2 separate regions of the Mus musculus genome follow, and region 1 is linked to region 2. Evidence: chromatin contacts called from public Hi-C data. All regions are on one chromosome and are shown on one strand. The core of a region is the stretch at or near the end of the contact, and the rest is flanking DNA. Distances in the headings are between cores, read along the strand shown. Region 1 holds the start of 5730460C07Rik (RIKEN cDNA 5730460C07 gene). Region 2 overlaps St6galnac5 (ST6 (alpha-N-acetyl-neuraminyl-2,3-beta-galactosyl-1,3)-N-acetylgalactosaminide alpha-2,6-sialyltransferase 5).

Region 1 (3,382 bases), core at 785-3,284, 880 kb after region 2:
ATCATCCTCCAATATGGCAGCAGATCCTTGGCAGAATACCCAGAATTTGGCAACAAGAGAAGCAAGCAAGCAGGTCATGAAGACTTTTGACCAGCATAAAAACAAAACAATATTCTCTCTGCCTACACAGGAGGGAATTTGATTTTCCATGCTCCCGCCAACAGCTAGCCAGTGTTCTGCCACGCTGAGGCCTCAGTCGAGCCCTGCAGGCCAGAGCTCAGCCCATCAGAACCTGCTTTGGTGGTCTTCTAGCACTTTGAAGTTAAAGGCCATTGGGTATGGGGTGTCAATGGTTTCTTATGATAATCTGCTATACTCATAGATCGGTGTCTAGCCCAATCGTCACCAGAGAGGCTTCATCCAGTAACTGATGGGAACAGACACAGAGACCCACAGCCAATCATTAGACCTAGCTCGGGGAACTCCATTGAAGAGGGGGAGGAAGGAAGCACAAGATCAGATCAGCAGGACTCATGGGGCTCTCAGAGACTGAAGCAGCTATCACAGAGCCCGCATAGGTCTGAGCTATGTCCTCTGCATGTACGTTATGTTTGCAGCTTGGTTTCCGTGGGACTCCTAGCAGTGCGAGGGGGAACATCTCTGACTCTTCTGCCTGGTCTTGGGACATTTTCCTCCTGCTGGGTTGCCTCGTCCAGCCTTGATCTGAGGGCTTGTGCCTTGTCTTCTTGAATCTTGTTATCCTGGGTTCAGTTGATATCCTTGGGCGGCCTGCTCTTTTAGAGGGGAAAAGGAGAAGTGGGTCTAGGGAAGAGGGGAAGTGTGTGTGTGTGTGTGTGTGTGTGTGTGTGTGTGTGTGTGTGTGTTTGTAGGTGGGGGGGTCCTGGGAGGATGGAAGGAGGGGAAATTGTGGTTGGGATGTAATGTATAAGAGAAGAATAAATAAAAAATAAACCTCAACAATCGTATTGCAAGAATATTAATATGAAAAACGGAAATGGAAGGCCATGGAATAATCATTATCATGACATCTTTTGCAGAAGCCAATCACTGATGCAGTTTTGATGTTGAACATCAGGGAAAGGGTTGTTAAATTGTCTGGAGAAGAGCTGGCTTTCCTGTGCTTGCAAAGTGGAAGGGAGTTCTCCTTCCCTCCCCTTCACTTCCCTTCCCCCTCCCCCTCCCCACCTTCACAACACTGTACTCCAGTGTCCCAGGTCAAGCGCCTGAGGTGAAGGTTATTCTGCGGCTGGCCACACTCACCCACAATGCTCCTTACCACAGTGACAGTGTCAAAATCATTTTCCTAGGGAAGCACAGCACTGGTGTTTGGGCTACACGCGGCTTTAGACACAGGGGAGTCTATGCTTTCCAGTGGGTGGTGCCTCCGCTCACACTATCTCTCCCTGGATGAGCAAAGCTGACCTGTGGGATCAGAATGGATGTGGGTACCTGACCCACAGAGCCAACCAAAGCCGTCTCCACCCTTTACTTCCAGGTCCCTTGATTCATATCATCATATGCATCCTGTTTTTGCTCCTTCATTGCTCTATGACTGAGTTATTCTAAAGATACAAGTTCTCCCGTCCTCTAAGCTGGCTTTGAGCTCATTATATATCTGAGGACAGTCTTGAACTTTTGATCCTCCTGTATCTGCCTCCTGAGTGCTGGTTTGCACAGCTACACCCATGTGTGTGGTGCTAGGGATGGAAGCTAGGAGCTCTGTGCAAAACAGGCAAGTACTCTATCAACTGGGACAAGCCCTATCCTCCACCCCCACCACACGCCCACTCCACCCCACCCCTGTCATATCTTTTCTCCCTTGTTTTGCTGTCTGAATTGTGGCGTTTCGTGCATAAGCCTGATAATACCTGCTCCAAGACGCAATGTGCTCACTCACAGCAATCTCCAGATCTTTCCACGGTGCTCAGTGTGGGTATGAAGCATGGCAGAGGAGCTCTGTAGTGATCTGATCATCCCAGCTTATGCCTGGTGACTAATGTCTATGTCCTTTGTGTAGAGCTGTAACACTCGAAGACTGTAAAGCTCAACCAACTCCATTTTTGAAGAAACTCCATTGTGTGCAAGACCAGGGGCTAAACTCCAGTTCCAGGAAGGAAACTACAAAGTCCACTTGAGCGAACATCTCATGTCACCACCCCCACCCCGTGACAATAGCCAGTCAGGCTGCAATAGCAAAGTCAAGATAACCTAAGATGTCCTGCAGAGAGTAGATAACCTAGCCATCCTGATTGTCAGTTGTTCCCCCCACCCCATGTTCAGTTCCTGCCGATTACATCAGAAATGCAGTTTTTAAAACACTAACGTGCTGGACGGTATGGAAATTCCCCAAGCTTGATGTAACCACAATAAATACCCTTCTCCCCTAAACCTGGGGCTCTCCCTTCTGACCCACTGCTGCAGGGACAGTGAGAGTCCCTGCTGGAGAGCTTGTGATAGCCCCTTACGTGTACATCAGAATTGGCTCCTCGGTGGCCTTTGGGTCCCTTTTGCTTTAGGTTTGCAGGTCTCAGACAGGTCTAAGGATCCCTACAGGTCATCCGGATTCTCTCAAAGAGTCTATGAGATCAGCATTTAAATAAAATGTTATTATTACCCAAGTGTGAGCTGAGCAAGGATGACACCTATGAACAAGCCAAAAGTGCACGAGGTCTCAAGCCTACGTGAGGAACTGTGGGCAACCGAGGGAAGCTATAAGAGAGAGTGGTCTTCCCTAGGGAAGAGACACCAATGGGTTGTCTCATGCCAGATGGTAGCTCTGAAAATATACATACAAGTATATTATATACATACACACATATATAAAATATACATACAAGTATGGACCAAACAGTCATCTTTAGGAATATATGTATAGAACATATATGTACATGTGTATACATACATATTTACATACAATAATAATTAGTGAAAAAAGAAGCCATGAATTTGGGAGGGGTATGTGGGAGAGTTTAGAGGGAAGAAAGGGGAGAGATGTTGTAATTATATTAATAATCTTAATAACTAAAAACCTATCAGTTATCAGCTGTGAAGATCACTGTCAGTACAGTGCCGGCTGTGCAAACATGGGAACCTGAGTTTTGAGATGGGCATGAAGGCATGTCTGGAACCTCAGCATGGGAGGTAGAGACGGGGACATCCCGGGAGCTCACTAGACAGCCAGTCTGGCCAAAGTGATGAGTTCGATGAGTTCTGGGTGGCGGGGGGGGGGCGGGGAGAGAGATGGGGAGAGAGAGAGAGAGAGAGAGAGAGAGAGAGAGAGAGAGAGAGAGGGAGGGAGGGAGGGAGGGAGGGAGAGAGAGAGAGAGAGAGAGAGAGAGAGAGAGAGAGAGAGAGAGAGACTGTCTTTAAAAATTAGGTGAAGAGTGACTGAGGAAGATGTTCAAATACATGCAGGTGCCTC
Region 2 (3,558 bases), core at 6-2,505:
CTGGTGGAGGACCTGGCCTGGAAGTCAGAGATGCAATATCTCTCTCACCTCTGTCCGTGACCTTGAGCCTGTGTGCATGACCTTGGGTTAGTCAGATGGGTATGGACTTGGGGACAGGGCTGAGCCTCTCTGCACTCCTATGATTGAGACTATGATTGCACATTGCTGTTTTGAGTCAGGTCCCTCAGTTTGATCTGGGCTCTCAGTGACAGGCCCATGGACTCGGGCTCAGTGTGGACTACTCGGCCATCTTGGAGATGTATTGGTGAGTGCACAGATATAGGGCCACTGCACTTTGGCAAATGCTGACTATAGAATGGTTATGGCCTTCAGTTTATGATCTCAATGGCTGTTTGGGCATTTTGAGAGGAAAATGCAATGCCGGAGAGTTACAGAGGGGACACACCTGATGGTTTTTCTCTTAGCTGATTCTGTGGGAGGGACGCCTCTCCAGCTGATCAACCTAGTGACACTTCTCCAACTCATCCTCCCTGCAGACACCTCAGGTCACGGGACCAGTGGCCTCAATTACAGAGGCAGGGAGACAGATGCCAGAACCACACGGTTACAGTTGGAAGAGCCCTTGTCTAGTCTAAACATTTGATTTTACACATGAGGGAACTTCATCTCAGAGAGACCAGAGGACAGCTACAAGGTCACAGAGTTAGAAGTAGAATTTGGCATGGACAGCATAGGTTCTGGAAACCCAGCTGAAAATGTGTCCCACCTTCCCCAGGACCATCCACAAGGGACGAAGACAAAAGTGAGCCCCAAATAGGCAGCATGTAGAACCTTCTAACCCTTCTGGCCCCCAGTCCTGAAATAAGGTCTGATTGATCAAGACTGTTGGGGAAAGCGTTGACGGGAGCTTGGGGAGAGAAACACACTTTCTAATTCTTCACTCCTGTGTGAAGAGCAAAGCTGTTGTCATTAGGCTGTGTGTTGCAGAATCCTAGAACGGGAGCAACTGGTGCTCGAGGTCTTTTTCTCTTGTGCTTAAGGACCTACTCAGCACCCTGTGGTGGCAGGTCATGGGAGACAAAGAATGTGGTTGTGTTTCCTGAAATGTGTTTCCTGTCATGACTCAGGGGCCCCTCCCTTGACACCAGCTCTGTGAGAGGACAGTCCCGGGAACAAGTCGGCATGAGGCCTGGCACCTGGGAGGCTTTCAGAAAGCTGGTTGGATGAGCCCAGAAGGCGTCGTGTGTCGGTGACTACATGCCACAGAAGACGCAGTAGAACGTGAATTGGCTCAGCAGTCGGAGCCCTGTAAGACGTGATGATCAGGCCAGTGGAGAGTCTATGCTCTCACACTTGCATAGGCTAGTCGAGTGGGGCGGGGCAGGGAGGGGGGAGGAGAAAGCTTTTCTCGCTTGTATTCTCATTTCAGTAGAGTAAGCACGAATTTGTGGTTCAGTGGTTCCGCCTCTCACTGTGCTTTTCTTCCTCTGACTTCTTGCTCTTAAGTAGAAGTACCAGCCTGCAATTCTGTTGGGGCATTGTGCGTAAGCCGGTGTTTTTCTTCTGTCTCCTTTTCTCTGGAATTTTCTTTTCTTTGGAGAGACATGGCTACTGCAGGGTCTGAGGCCCACAGTGTACCTGAGGGAGGAACACCGATAAGTGCTGAGGCAGGTTGACCACGGGGGAGACAGGAAGTCTCCCATGGCGGAGCCTGGTAACCATCAAATCCCCTATATCGCTCTGGAATCTTCCTTGCTCATTTGGGGTCAGGTGACTGAGTTGTTTCTCCATCAGTAGACTGTGAGAGTGAGTGTCGTAAGTCACTTATGAACCTGGGCTTGCTGACATGCCTGGTGCTAATGTCCAGCTCTTCCACAGCAACCTCACAGGCTACCACCATATGGGAAAGGGCTGTCTGATGACTCTGGTCTACAGTGCAAAGACAACTCTACCCCTTGGGCCTTATTTGTAACCGAATCATTACCTACCCCACCCTGGCTTTTTATTCTAGTCTACAAAGCCCACCTCATCTGAGGAGAGCACGGAGGCTGGATTCTGACCGCTGTGTCCTCTTGGCTGTCTGGTTTGGGAGTGCAAATGCACTGGTTCTGGGCAGATGGTTGGTGGGGAAGTGGGTGTGTCCCCTTACGCTCCATTCTGCTCGGAGTTCCCTGAGCTTCTGTCATCTCCGTTCTCTTTAAGTGGATACAAGAAGAAGTTTTAAGGATGAAAATGAAACTTTAAACACTGGATGGTTTTGCGCTGTGAACTGTCAACGCTTTAAACTGTTTTCGTAACCCTGATAAGCTCGGCATTTCAGTCATCTCAGAGAGATTAATTTTTGCTTATTTTCAGATATAGTTGAGGTATTTTTAAAAGCTACAAGTCATTGCTGTTAGGCTGGGGACTTTTACATTATTATTAATCTGGAGGTATGAAATGTATTCATCCCAAACTTTGGGTAATTATAATGAAATTTTAAAAAATTAACAAATTCTGGGGCGGGAAAGATGGCCCTGTGGTTGAAAGCACTTGTTGCTCTTTCCGTGAACCCGAGTTCAGTTCCCAGTACTTACACAGTGGCTTTCAACCATTTCTAACTCCAGTCCAGGGTTCTGATGGCCTCCTCTGGCCTCTTTGGGCACCAGGCATACATGGTGCACAGATATAGATACAGGCCAAACACTCCTACAGACAAAATACTTTTAAAGAAAGTTTTTGCATTATAAACTTGGTTTCATTTTCATTCTCTATGTTAACCTGCCATTAACAAGTGAGCCATTGTTTTGACCTTGAATCATTACTAGAACGACCCATGATGAGGCATTAGTAGAAGCTGGTTTGGTAAATATGCTTATTAAGCTTAATATTTTATAAAATTGGATGTTTTCAGTGCTTTTACATAAAAAATATTGTAATTGATCAGTGATAATTCTATAATATTCTGGTAAGATAGGCTGTCTACTCCGCATTGGGTAAGTGCATTTGGGATGAGACTGAAAGATCCTGAGAGAGAAGAGTTAAAAATTATGTAAGCCCCCAGACTTGTGTCCAAAATAGACCCCCACTAATGGCAGGGAGTGAAAGTTTAACTCGCTCCATTGTTCCAGGTTGTACTAACCACAAAGTAGAAGTTTAACTTGCTCCATTGTTTTAGGAAATGTTTGTACAGAATACTCCAACCGTTCCTTGAACCCATTTTGCTTGCCAAATGCTATAGCCCATGCCAGGTGTTTGTGGTTTCTGCCTTTATAAACCCCTTACCCTTTGAGCTGGGGGTCAACTCCTCTACCCCTGCATGGGATACGGGTCGTCCCCAGTGCACTGGCCTTTCCTGATTAAACCTCTTGCTGTTTGCATCAAGACCAGTCTCTCATGAGTTCTTGGGCGTTGCATCATCCTGGGGCTTGAGTGAGGGTCCCTCCCAGTTCGGGGGACTTTCAAGACAAGTTACATGTATGAAAGATTGTGCCTATCACTCGGACACCTAGAGACACAGGGGCACATACCCATAAACTTTTGAATGCCCCAATGAGTTACTTAAAATGTTAAGATTAACAACTAGGACTGAAATGTTTATAGTCCGGCAGCCACCCT

Evidence for each region. A called contact is a pair of places that touch in the nucleus more often than the background predicts.
Region 1: a Hi-C map of granulocyte-monocyte progenitors shows a contact between it and region 2, with 2.9 times the contacts expected there. The contact joins the promoter of 5730460C07Rik here to the enhancer-like site in region 2. A contact is called at or near these places in 1 of 39 promoter capture datasets (the C10 cell line), 1 of 484 Hi-C or Micro-C datasets (granulocyte-monocyte progenitors) and 1 of 115 datasets of contacts at active chromatin or transcription factors (embryonic basal ganglia).

Annotation. Positions count from the first base shown.
Region 1 is chr3:153,790,053-153,793,434 of GRCm38.p6, forward strand. 5730460C07Rik (RIKEN cDNA 5730460C07 gene) reads right to left here and starts at 2,035. Exons shown (of 3, transcript NR_045801.1): 1 at 1,830-2,035; 2 at 1,238-1,383; 3 at 1-734.
Region 2 is chr3:152,911,261-152,914,818 of GRCm38.p6, forward strand. The region is part of intron 2 of St6galnac5 (ST6 (alpha-N-acetyl-neuraminyl-2,3-beta-galactosyl-1,3)-N-acetylgalactosaminide alpha-2,6-sialyltransferase 5); the gene reads right to left. All of the region lies in intron 2 of Gm46830 (a long non-coding RNA gene), which reads left to right. Among named protein-coding and RNA genes, the nearest start is that of Gm46830, 13 kb to the left of the region's middle. Within about 2 kb of position 1,256, at least 116 of the 459 cell types and tissues checked have an H3K27ac peak or open chromatin away from gene starts, as enhancers often do. A contact at or near this core is called in granulocyte-monocyte progenitors, where this site is marked.